Regions from separate parts of the Pan troglodytes genome. Here region 2 is linked to region 1. The links are chromatin contacts, called in public HiChIP or PLAC-seq maps. All regions are on one chromosome and are shown on one strand. The core of a region is the stretch at or near the end of the contact, and the rest is flanking DNA. Distances in the headings are between cores, read along the strand shown. Region 1 holds the start of SLC7A1 (solute carrier family 7 member 1). Region 2 holds the start of UBL3 (ubiquitin like 3).

What was found. HiChIP or PLAC-seq counts read pairs in DNA pulled down with a chosen protein or histone mark.
Region 2: an H3K4me3 HiChIP or PLAC-seq map of stem cell-derived excitatory neurons shows a contact between it and region 1, with 2.7 times the contacts expected there. The contact joins the promoter of UBL3 here to the promoter of SLC7A1 in region 1. A contact is called at or near these places in 1 of 7 Hi-C or Micro-C datasets (stem cell-derived neural progenitor cells) and 1 of 1 datasets of contacts at active chromatin or transcription factors (stem cell-derived excitatory neurons).

Annotation. Positions count from the first base shown.
Region 1 is chr14:28,764,783-28,771,357 of NHGRI_mPanTro3-v2.0_pri, reverse strand. It overlaps SLC7A1 (solute carrier family 7 member 1), which reads left to right and starts at 2,911. Exons shown (of 13, transcript XM_009426802.4): 1 at 2,911-3,205.
Region 2 is chr14:29,019,212-29,025,786 of NHGRI_mPanTro3-v2.0_pri, reverse strand. UBL3 (ubiquitin like 3) reads left to right here and starts at 3,834. Exons shown (of 5, transcript XM_001139173.8): 1 at 3,834-5,043. The coding sequence starts at 5,017.

The DNA.
Region 1 (6,575 bases), core at 1,662-4,161:
AACCTTAGATGTTGCTCTCTAGGGCCTAAATTGTAGCATCTCCCTTTCTTAATGGTTGCTGGAATCTTGGGCAGCTGCTCTTTGATTGTAATCAAGGCTGCCTGTCACTCACGGTTTCTCTGAACCTGTAATGTGAGTCTTGACCTGCCTAAAAACTGGCTTTGCTTAAAACATGTAGCCCTCTTTATCAGCATCCTCTAATTTTTTGCTGAGATCTTGTGCGTAACTATTTTTTCCCTGGTTCATACTGAATCCTTTTTGCTGAGAAGTCACTTGCTCATGGGGCTTGTCTTATTGTCTTTTTGAAGATAGGACCTTGCTGACTGGGATTGCTAAACGGAGCACAGTGCTAAAAATCTCCTGGGTTAAATTTCACCATACTCCCATCAGGGCCTGGAGCACTTGCTCTCAGAATTTACAAACATTAACTCATGTTGGCGCTCTGTGTTGCCCAAGGTGAGCATCTCTACAATTTATGAAATTCTATTTTACTGCCAGAAGTCAGCAAAGAGAAAAAGAAAGAAAGACAGATAGGCAGAAAGAGAAAATTCCACAGTCATATTTCAAACACCAAGGGATAGATTTTTTTCTCAAGAATATAAGATTTACAAGCTCCAAATAGGAGTGAAATAGTTTGCAGAAGCTCTCACAGCAAATGAACTGGTAGAGTTCAGATTCAAATCCTGATCTGGTGCCAAGGGCAAAGCAGGTGGTCTTTAATCCTACCAGGCTTCTCTCTGTGAGAAGGGGACATGCTTACTGTGGCCTCAGCAGACAGAGTAGGCTGTGTGGGATCTGGGAGATCTCCTTCTGTGAGTGGAGGGCATCATTTCACCACTGTGCAATTGAACTAAGATACATTGTTTTATTTATTTTTTATTTATTTTTATTTTTATTATTATTTTTTTGAGACGGAGTCTCGCTCTGTCACCAGGCTGGGGTGCAGTGGTGCGATCTTGGCTCACTGCAACCGCCGCCTCCTGGGTTCAAGCGATTCTCCTGCCTCAGCCTCCCGAGTAGTTGGGACTACAGGCGTGTGCCACCACGCCCAGATCATTTTTGTATTTTCAGTAGAGACGGGGTTTCACCATGTTGGCCAGGATGGTGTCAATCTGCTGACCTCATGATCTGCCTGCCTTGCCCTCCCAAAGTGCTGGGATTACAGGCGTGAGCCACCGTGACAGGCCAGATTTGTTGCTTTAAAACAAAGCATATATGGTGGCTTACTATGATGTCAAGCACTGTTCAAAGCACATTACAAAGCTGGGCAGGATGGTGCTCGCCTATATTTCCAGCTACTGGGGAGGCTAAAGTGAGGCGATCGCTTGAGCCTAGGAGTTCAAGGCTGCAGTGAGCTATGATGTTGCCACTGCACTCCAACTTGGTGACGGAGTGAGACCCACTCTCTAAAACAAAGACAAAAACACATTTTACAACTGCTAAGCCATCTGCATGTGTTCATTAAAACTTTTTCTGGGGACTTTTTCTGGCTCATCCCTGTAGTCCCAGATGCTAGGGGAGGTTGAGGCAAAATGATCGCTAGACAGCTGGTATTTGAGGCCAGCCTATGCAACATATCAAAAACCCGTGTCTATATGTAGAAAAAATATTAACTAGGCGTGATGACACAAGCCTGTAGTTCCATCTGCTTGGGAGGCTGAGGCAGGAGGATGGCTTGAGCGTGGGAATTTGAAGTGAGCTATGATTGTACCACTGCATTCCGGCCTGGGTGACAGAGTGAGACCCCTGTCTCTAAAAAACAAACAAATGACAACAGCAACAACAACAGAACACTTTTTCTGAAGCTAGCACCATGCAGTTATGTACTTTATAAATTGCTAGTCTAATTCCAAGGGAATAGTTCAGCAGCTGATATTTGAGAAGGACCTGTAGAAAGGATTCAAAGACCACGGACACCGTCCACTGTTTTTCTGTTTTCCTACAAGATAGAAGAAGGATGGCATTATTAATTTATGCCCTGCTTACCTATCCCAAGTCCCAGATCACTGGATCTTTAAAGATTATGATTCTCGCTTGGCTTTTGGTACAAAAGGAGACAAGGAGGGAGCTTAAAAGGTGAGCACGGTGTGATTCAGGACTGAAGCTTCTGCCACTTCCTGGGGGGTAACTGCAAAAGAGAGCCGTTCTGACTAGCCGTTTGTGCATTTGCCACTGCCAAGGGGGCACAGGTAGATTCAAGCTTTGGGGCTCTTCTGACAACTGGCAAGGATAAGGTATTAGCAAGGGCAAAGGAGTAGTAATAAAATAATCCAATAACAAAGACATGAAGATTTATAATAATTTTTAGGCCGGTGCAGTGTTTCAGGCCTGTAATCCTAGGGCGCTTTGGGAGGCCCAGGCGGGAGGATCGCTTGAGGCCAGGATTTCGAGGTTAAGGTGAACTGCGCTCCAGCCTGGGCAATAGAGTAACACCCTGTCTCTAAAATGAAAAGAAAACAGTTTAAACCTTTTAAGTGCATACCAAATCTTTTATTTTGGAGAAGGAAAACTGGTCTCGAGTTCCGTGTGAGCTCCCTGGGGCCCGCCGGGAGGGGGTTGGCACGGCCGGACCTGCAGCACTAGTTCTGGCCAGGGCGCTGTGGGATCTGCAGGGGACCACAGGATGCTGTGGCGCGGTGCGCTCAGATTGGCGGAGAAACGGCCACACGCCTACGGAGCTATTGCGAAGGCGAGCGGAGGCGCAGCCCGCCCGCCCGCCGCGGGAACCCCAGGTTGGGGCGCTGGGCGCGCGAAGACTCAGCCGCCCCGCCCACCAAGGGCGCGTCGGTCCCCGGCCGCAGCCTCTGGGCTGGCAGCCGCCGCCGCGCCGCGCTCCCATTGGTGCCCGGCGGTGACGCGGCCGAGCGGGCTGGAGCTGCCTGGTCCGGGGGCGGGCGCGGGGCGCGGGGCGCGGAGCGCGAGGGGCGGGGGCCGGGCGCACTGCTGATGAAACCTGGCGCCGGAACCCGCCAGCCCTCGGCGCCCATTCAGTCAGCGCAGGCAGGTGTGAGCAGCGGGTCAACTACCTGGCAGGCGCGCACGCGGCCGCGGGCTCCCGCTAACCGCAGCCTCCACTCCTCTCCCCGCGCGCCGCGCCCCCGCCCCGCCCCGCCCGGTCTCCCCGGCCGAGCGTCCGTTGGTCCTTGAGTGCGTCCGACAGTCTGTCTGTTCGCGATCCTGCCGGAGCCCCGCCGCCGCCGGCTTGGTGAGTGCCCGGCCCCGCCAACGCAGGGGGCAGCTCCTTGGGCCCGGGTCATCACGGAGGGGGCCCTGGCGCCGCGTGGGGCCGCGGCAGGGCGGCGCGGGAGTGGCGAGGGCCCCCGCGCCGGGAACGCTGCCATCATCTGGGAAGGGCCAGGACCAGGGCCGGGCGGGCCCCGGAGTGGGCGAGCGGGGCTGGTGCCCATGCGACTGTCGCCTCCACGGAGTCCATTTTGGCTCCCTGAAACCGCGGCGTGGTGCATGATGCAACACCGAGTGAGTAAGCGTGGGCGATCTGGCGATGCCCGCTCCGCGCGCCTGTCCGTGGACCCGCGCGCCGCTACGCACGGGGTGGTCGGGGTGCGTAGGCGGGCGGCGGGCACGGGGGCCAGCCTGGGAGGCATACGGAGCCCGCCGGCGGCGAGGAGACCTTCCCTTACATGGCGCGGTGCAGAGCACCCCGCCCCACCACGAGGTCCGGGGATGTGTCATCAGCCGTGGGTGGGGACCCTGCCCGGCCGCCCGGAGGGTGGTCCCGCGGCAGGTGGCCGGCCCAGGGACTCTGCTGCCATCCCCGCCCGGTGGCCGCCCTGACCTAGGGCGCCTGGCTCTCCGCTTGTCCCTAGAACCCGGGACGCGCCGCCTGCACCTCTCGTCTGGGTCCCCAAGATTGCTTTGAGGAAGTCTCCCCTAGGTGGGCTTCCTTGTGACCCAGTGTGGCCTGGAAAGGCCGGGTTCCTCAAGCCCTCCACATGGTTTGGAATGAGAGGAAGTTCTTCCGCCTTTAGCAAGACACCGTATTCTCAGGGTGTTCCTTTCTGCGTAGTAGAAAACTTCCCAGGCATGGGCAGGTCAGAGTCATTCTAAAACCTGCGCGTACACAGAGCGGCAGCTGCACTGTAGTAGTACTACAACAGCCTGCTGGTTCAGCTCCTGACCCTTTCCAGGGGATGGGGGAACCAGACAGCAGTTGTGTTTGACTTGTGTGACTAGGATAGTCAGACATGTGCCTTCAGGAAAAAAATAAATAAATAACCTACATTTCCCAATACTCACGTCATCACCGCCATGCCCTCATGTGTTGGGTTTTAGTCCAGACATAGTTACCAGATGGTTGAGATTTCAATCCCAGGTGTATCTCCCTAAAGAATGTGCCTTTTATCTTACTTACGTTCGACTAGTAGAATTGTGTATGTCGGCCTCTGGCCGAATGCCCTAATTGTATTTAATTCGAATTATAATTTATCTGGGATTTTTCCTAACATTTCTTGCCCTTTATGTTTGGTTCAGATAATAGGAAACCATGATACATTTATTCCTCTGGTATTTTTAGTTGGTCTCAGTGGAAATTACCATGATTTTTATATGAACACACCCTCCTGTTATTAAAACAAAAGGTCTTATTTAAGTCACACGAACAGAATAGAAACTTAGGGGAAAGGTCAACAATAGATTAAAATGGTTTTAAAAATAGGTTTAGCATATTACGATCATGTTTAATTATTATAAAGGTAAAATTCAAAGGATGTCAAAGGAGTTTTGAGTAAAGAGGAAAGGGCTTAGTAAGTAGATCAGAAATGTACTCCCTTGTCTGGGTCTGGATCCTAGAGCCACGTGCTCCTGTACATATGATTACTTGCTTTAGGTGAAAAAAAAAAAGAAAGGCTTGAAAGACAAGATTGTTGACTTCAGGGAGTTACAATTTTCTATTTGGTAGAAGAACTCATTCTTTGATGGAATTAAATACCTGTTGATTGATTATTCTGGTCTGTAGTTTATTTTAACCAAAGTCCATACAAATAGATAATTATGTTGGAGGGCTCAGAATTATGTCCAATTAAATTAATCCTTTCTCATTATCAACCATGTATTTGGAGGGATTGCTATTAATCCTAGGGACAAATTTGAAATGTGAATAAGTGCATCCTTGTTATGGAGAAAAATATTGTTTCCCTCTAACCTTGGAGATACTTGAGTCTCGGAGTTATCTCTTCCAGAGGCATCTTCAGAGATGCCTATCACTCCACCTGCCTCTTGGTCCTCACTCCAAGCAAGACCTTCCGATAGGATGTGGTGTTTTTCTGTATAGTTGGCCCCTGCAGACCTGGATAGATTTTAAAGGCAGATCCAATAGGATTGGCCGGTGGATTCATGGAAGGACGAGAAGGGTCAAATATGACTCCAAGCACATCGGAGTTGCTGTATTAATGAGATGGGAAGGCTGAGCAAAGAACATGTTGGATGGAAAAGGGACTTTTTGAAAGTCACAACTGACCTTTTTAGAACTCTTATCCCCAGGGTCAGGGCTGGAAGATGTATCTTCTTGGGGCCCCTCTCAGGTGCCTGCCTGTGTGTTGCAGCCACCCGTCCAGGCTGCTGGCCTCCTTCCCCTTCACCTAGCTTTACTGGCTCCTCTCGCCAAATCTGGGGGGTCTCTTCAGCCTCTGTCTCCTTGCTGCCCATGGCCTCCCTTTGCTCCCCTGCCGCCTTCTAGTGGGCCGCCTGGTGGTGGACTTGTCCTGTGGGATGGAGACCCTCCATACATGGGGTTCAAAGGTCCTGGGGTATTCCTGGATCTTCAGGACATCTGCCTACCCTCAGGTTTCCCAGGCCTCGGGTGGGGAGGCATCAGATCCCTGGCCAACCTGCTATCCACCCCAGGGTTTAGACCTCTCTTCCAGTGAGGGAACAGAGTAGTAGCTTCATTTGTGGCAGATTATCTGCCTTGTGATAAACTTTAGTGGCCTCCCTTTCTGTTTTGCCATAATCTGCCTCCTCCCCCACTCCCATACCCATCTACAAAGCAGCCTTGAAAATAACCACCCCTGTGGTTCAGTGTGGGTCATGATCTGTCAATCCAGGCTTAGTACATTTGCCAAATGGAATTACCAGAAGGATGGGCATCAAACTGGGAAAATGATTTGGTGGCTTGCTAGCCGTGTTCCTTTTTCTCCCAAGGCATTCGTTCAGATGTGCAGCGTTGGCAGACCCAGGGGATGCCATTTACCTGGCCCACTTGTGGAGATTTGGTCATCCCAGGAACATGGGCTTCAGAAAAGATGTTTCTGGGCTTTGGACCAGATTCTGGCTGGTCTGTGGTTTGCCCCTCCTGCCACACCCAGTGGCTTTCATTGGGCTTTTTTCCTCTAGTTATTGTCAGGAACAGTGGGGAATGGCAGGTATTGCATTTAGTGAACACACTGGATAACTGGAATCAGAGCCGTGTGACTGAGGGAAGAGGCCTTCACAGCTTCAATGCAGAATGGGATGATTATCTGCCCTGAAACGAAGGATGCTGCTTTGAGGGGAGTTGGGACCAATACTGGGAACAGCACCGCTCCTGGCTTCTCTGGCTTTGCTTCTCTCTGAAGTAA
Region 2 (6,575 bases), core at 2,585-5,084, 250 kb before region 1:
AACATTTCTTTTTTTCTTTTTTTCTGGAGACGGAGTTTTGCTCTTGTTGCCCGGGCTGGAGTCCAGTGGCGCGATCTCGGCTCACTGCAACCTCTGCCTCCCAGGTTCAAGTGATTCTCCCGCCTCAGCCTCCTGAGTAGCTGGGATTACAGGCGTCTGCCACCACTCCCAGCTAATTTTTTTTTGTATTTTTAGTAGAGACAGGGTTTCACTGTGTTGGCCAGGCTGGTCTCAAACTCCTGATCTCAGGTGATCTACCCGCCTTGGCCTCCCAAAGGGCTGGGATTACAGGCATGAGCAGCTGCACATGGCAGAATCAACATTTCTTGAGACCCCTTCTATGTTAGAGGGTTTCACATAGTTTTCTCATGGGAAGTACAGAATAATTTTACTAAGTCTTTGAAGTGACTCTTACATTGGCTAGAATCAAATAAAAGACTTAAAGCAGAACCTTAGGCATGGGTAGAGTTGTGATTGCCCTCGCACTGGGCCCCTGCCCCTGGGCCATGACCAGAACACATAGGGTTCCAGCTGCCCTTTGATAGGAAACTCCACACTGTGTCTGGGGGTCTGGGTACCTGCAGATCAGGCCAGCCTTGAGCAAAACTGAATGGAGATGGCAAAGGCTGTCTCTGCTTCTTATGGCATTTTCCTACTCTCTGATCCTTTGTAAATGACAGAGCATGGCATCATGAGATAATCAACTAAAGAACCACATGATAAAAGTTTACTGGTTTCACAGAAAGTAATTCTTCCATTTAGTTATTTTAACTTCATGAGGTTCCTTGAGAAGATCCTTCAGGAATGATCTTAAGATGGGAGCCATTTTAGACACTTACATGGTAGATGGGGGAGATATATTTGTTAACAAATGTATGAGATATAATTTACATATTATAAAATCCACTCATTTCTCAATAGCTCTATGGTAGAAACAATTGACGTGTCTATCCATGGATAAATGAATACATAAAATGTGGTATATACATACAATGGAAAATTAATCAGCCATACAAGGGAAGGAAATCCTGACATGTTATAACATGGATAAATCTTGAAGACATTTTTCTAAGTGAAATAAGCTAGCCACAAAAAGACAATACCATATGATTCTATTCATATGAAGTATTCAGAGTAGTAAAAAAACATAGAAACAGAAAGTAGAATGGTGTTTGGGAGAGACAGAAAGGGGAGTTGGTGCTTAATGAGTTCAGGGAGCAAGATGAAAAGAGTTCTGTGAATGGATGGTGGTGGTGGTTGCACAGTGTGAACGTACTTAATGCCACTGAACTGAAAATGTAAAAAAGACTAAGATGTTAAATTTTATGTTACGTGTATTTTGCTACATTTTAACAAATAAAAATTACTCATTTAAAGTGTACAATCCAGTGGTTTCCTGTGTATTTACAGAGTTCTACAACCATCGCCAAAATCTAATTTTAGGTTGTCATCCTTCCACCTTCCCTGTTCCCCCAAAATCCCTCCTACCCATAAGTAGTCACTTAGGGAAGATATTTTTAACAGGCCATGGGTGTCATGCCCTATTTTTCCAGGACTTGACACTCATAGACTCTTAGAAGGGACCTTAGAGATTTAGTTCAAGCTTCTCAGATGAAGAAATTGAAACTCAGAGAGGCAAAAGGTCACATAACTAATTCGTGGCAGAGCCAGGTCTTTTGAGTTCCTATGAAGTTATTTTTCCCATTACAAAAATGCTGTGTCATTCACTTTCTTCCAACTGATGCTGACAATAGATTTCTGGTGTCAAGAAGATGCTACCTTTTCCTGCTTGGGACAGCTGAACTCCTTTCTACAGCCTCCCACCTCACCCGCCTGAGCTGGGAAGCAAAGAGAAAAGAAAGAGTGGAAAAATCTGCAACTGTGTCCAATAATGTTACCTCATGCCTTAACAATGTTAGGGATGAGTTATAATGAGTTTTATTGAGAATAATGTCTCAGCCCCTCTTAGAAGAGTAATTGGAAACACAGCAACTTTTGAAAGACATTGCCTTTTGTAAAGGTGGCAGTGGTAACCTGCAGCAAACAGCAACTCTTGCCTTTCTACTTACAGTGGCACTTAGGCCCGGCAGTGCTATGGCCAGGCAGTGCCATGGCCAGGGAGGTCATTGGATAAAAGTTGGAGTCAAGGGTGTGGTGGAGGGACTAACTCTGTGAGTTAGAGCTTTCAAAATGTGCTCCAATATTCCTTCTGAGCTCATTGGTCAATTGAAGTATTTTCACCTGCCCTTATTTCCTGGGGGGCTGGTGTAGGGGTAGGGGGACTCTGTGGTTGCTAAACATGGCAAATGAGCAACCAAATAACAAAGGCCATGGAAAATCATGTAACTATGGACTTGGAAATATCTAGACAAAGTCCTGAAGCCTAATCACAGTGAGATTTGGGCCTCTCTTCTCTTCTGGCCTTTGGTTTTTTGGAGAATTTGATCTATCTTCCTCAGGGTGATATAGGCCCTCAGGAGTGTTTGGAATTTCTCCACCCAGGCTACTCAAGAGGCAGGTACTCTAAATGTCCTGTGGGTTTCCATCTGATGAGAAACCCAACTGGAGAGATTGCTGTGGGGAATCACGTAGGCTTCTAGACAATGAGCTCCCTGAGGACAGTGACTGGATTCTGCCCCTTTTCAACAGCCCTATAGACAAGGATGTAATAACCCCCATTGCCAACCCAAGACCTTGGCATTTCTGCCACATGATGCTGCTGTTCGCTACAGTGACTCATTTTTAAACTCCTAGTGCCTAGCAGAGTGCCTGGCACATTTGTTTGCTGAATGAGAGAATGAGTAGTGACATTTCATATCAAATGATGCATTATTATTTACAAAGTGATTTATTTCCCATGCATGAACTCATCCTCATAACTACCCCTACTTTACCCCGGAAGGTAGGCAAGACCATTTTACAGATGAGGTCACACAGCTGTAGGTTGGAGAGGTGGCTTTCAGACTCTAAATTCGTTGGCATTTATATATAGGCATCATATTGAGACTGCCCATTCTAAAGTACTCTGTCAAAGGACTAAGAGAGATATGAATAGGGATTCAGATGTTGACCTCAGATTTAGGAACAAAATGCAGAATCACAAATGTCCATCTGAATGGTGTCTCAACAATGGCATTATTTTCTCCTATTTGCTAATCACTGCAAGGCATATAGGTTTTCAATTACATTATGAGTTACATAGAATAGAATTTAGGGTCCAGATGGGTAAACTGGTGAATCCCCATGAAGTTTGTAGTAGCTATTTCCTGATACAGATTTGATATAATAACACTGTTGTATGTAATACAGTTTTGGTAATTTCAGTTAAGTAGATTGTAGCTTTATTGCCCTGGGTCTTCAAGGAAACACATGTTCAAATATTCTCACTGCTTAATGAGATCCTTGTTCCTGTTGAACTTATGTGACCTTATTGGAAATCAATGATTGCTTTTGTTCTTCAAAATGTAATGTTGAGGAGACCTAGATGAAATCACTCTACAAAATGCATTGAGATTGCAGGATGTGGAGAATGTGCTGTAATTAAAATGAATGATTCTGCTTGGAGGTACAGCATATTTTAGCTCTGTGTGCATATCGTGCATAAGGGAATTTCTCTATGCAGAATTATTTTCTCCCAACAATTCTCATGATCACAGCACTCCTGGTAGCAGGTATCACTTAACTCCTGGGCAGCAGCTTGTCCAAATCAAGGGAAAGGGAGCTTTCCTTTCCTCGCAACTGTTGCTATGGGGGGCGTGGCTTCGGAGCTGGGTGAGGAGGCGTTCGGCGGCTCCCTCCCCCCACCAACCCTCGAAGACTACACTTCCCGTGATGCTCGAGGGAATGGTCTCCGTGGTGACGCACTTGGTGTCCGCGGAGGGAGGACGAGGACGGGGGCGGCGGCTGCTGCGAGGGGGGGTCCGGGCTCTCCCCGTTTCCCTTAGTCGCACTCAGGCAGCCGCCGCCGCTGCCGCCATGTTGGTTTGAGAGGCGATGACAGGAGGCGGCCGCGGCGTGTGGGACTGAAAAGTGAAGGAGGAGGAGGAGAAACAAAGCTCTGAGAGGAAACCATTCCCGGGCTGAGGAGAAGGAGGACCCGGCCTCTTCCGGGGACCAGCCGAAGTCGGCGTCGCCCGGAGCTCGCGAGGCCGGGGAGGGGAGGGGAAGGGAAGGCGGAGACCGGGGAGGCGGCGGCGGGGAAGGCGGAGGCAGAAGAGGAGCGGTGAGGAGCCGGAGACGATGCACCCCGACCCCAGCTGCTGTCCGGAGGCGCCCGCGGCCTGAGCCCAGAGGGGCTGTGGAGTGTCCCGGCCGGCCCCGAGCACCCCCGCGCTGTCGGTCCCCCGCTCCGGTCTTTCGCTTTGGCTTCCAACTAGTTAAATGCCCTTGAGCGCGGGTTTCCGCGGCCCGGCTCTTCGCCCCCGCGGCGCGAGTTGAGCCGTTTCCCCGCGCTGTCCGCGCGGGCGCTCCGAGAGCGGCTCTGCAGGGTCCGCGGCCAGCGTCCGGCCACCGCTCGGCCGCCACTCAAGGCTCACGCGTCGATGTGTAGCTACATAGTTATCTGTGTACATCCACGCTGGGGCATTTTCCTCCTGCTTAATGAGGACTTGACTCGGGAGCAAGTGTGAATCATTGCCGGGGCTGGGAAAGGAGGAAGGCGCATTTAACCCCCTCCCACCCCTCTCCATGTCCGTGTGTCACTCGGCTCGGTCCACCTGGCGCGGCCGGTCCTGGGGCTGCTGCTGCTGCTGCTGACGACGACGACGACGACGGGGGCTGCCTCTGCTGTCCCGGGAGTTTCTTCCTGCTCCGGCCACACAGCTCCTGGGGATTGTTCCTCTTCGAACCAGAACCTCGGCCTGACCGGCACTTTGGCTCCAAAATAACTTTATTTTTGGGGGAGAAAGCACATCACGAACCAGTCAAAATCGTGGTTTATTTCTGTAACGTGAAGACTTCTGCTCTTTTTTCTTTGTTTTTTTTTCGTAAACATCTGGGTGTATATCAAACGGCAAGATGTCCAGTAATGTCCCGGCGGATATGGTAAGTGACGGATAAGTTATGACACTGATTTAATTGTGGTTTCCAATCTTATTTAATCGGAAAGACGGCAGGCGTGGGGCGAAGATTTGCTGGGGACTGTCGAAAAGCCACTGTGCTGAGCGATTTGGAGAAGTTGGAGCTTCTGGTTTCCCCCTTTTAGGAAGTACTGCTTTTAATATGGGTTCTCTCATTTGGTCGTGTTTTCTAAGGCATTGAAGATAGTGGAGAAGTAGGGAAATGTATCATGGTAGCTTGAGGGGACAAAACATCTCCCTCTTCGCTAGAAGCCTCCGAACACTAGTATTTTAACGTTTCTGAAAACGTCAGGGACAGTGGGCAGAGCTGAGGACGGGTGTCCCTACGAGAGAATAGGTAGGGAAACGGGAATCTTGCTTTATGACACAGATGAGATCGTCATTGCAGTAGGGACGAACTTGATATTTTTCAAGAACAGGGATGCACATCTCTTCAAGAAAAAGTATGTTAGAATTTGCTGTGAGGTTTTTGAAATGTCTGAATACGGATGACAACAGAAATATAAAGATATTTTGGGATTTTCAGAAACGTAGGCTGACCCTGTATTGGTACTTACAATGAATATTCCAGGGCTTTTTAATGCCAGATATTTATTAATAGTAGATTCCATATTAGACATAAAGCTAAGGAAACATAGTATTGAGCCTCGATCACTGAGTGTTGAGAACTTGAAACAAAAAGTACTGTTGTTTATTGACGCCTTTCTTTGTTTTGTTTATAAAGGGTAAGGTTGTGAGTCGGTTGACTAACAGTAACCGTGTAACCTTACAGTGCTGGGGCTTGGCTTGTGTGAGTGTGAAGTTACATTTTGCAGTCCTAAGGACAAACATAATGCATTTAATTACCAGGAAGAGGAATAATCCTGTTTGTGAAGGAATTGAAGTTAACGTAGTTGTGCTCACATATGTTAACATTTGAGTGTTTGTGTATTCAGTGGAAACAAATTGAACTTTGCTGATGATTAAATTTTATTTTGTTTTTTAATTTTAATTTAATTTTAATTTAATTTTTATTTTTTGAGACGGAGTTTTGCTCTTGTTGCCCAGGCTGGAGTGCAATGGCGCGATCTCGGCTCACTGCAACCTCTGCCTCCTGGGTTCAAGCGATTCTCCTGCCTCAGCCTCCCAAGTAACTGGGATTACAGGCGCCCACCACCACACCCGGCTAATTTTTTTTTTTTGTGGAGACAGGGTTTCACTATGTTGGCCAGGCTGGTCTCAAACTCCTGACCTCAGATGATCCACCCATCTTGGCCTCCCAAAGTGCTGAGATTACAGGCGTGAGCCACTGCGCCCAGCCTGCTGATGATTAAATTTTAAAACGCCAGATGTTTCTAGAGGAGCAAACCTCATATACAGATTTTATAACAAAAATTAAATGATTCTAAATGGCTTATTTTGACCTTGGTTTAAAGGAATTTTGCTCTTGTTTAATTTCCCATTTAATGCAAAGGAAACACAGTGTTCTGTCTCTGGGGGTGGCCACATAACAGCTTT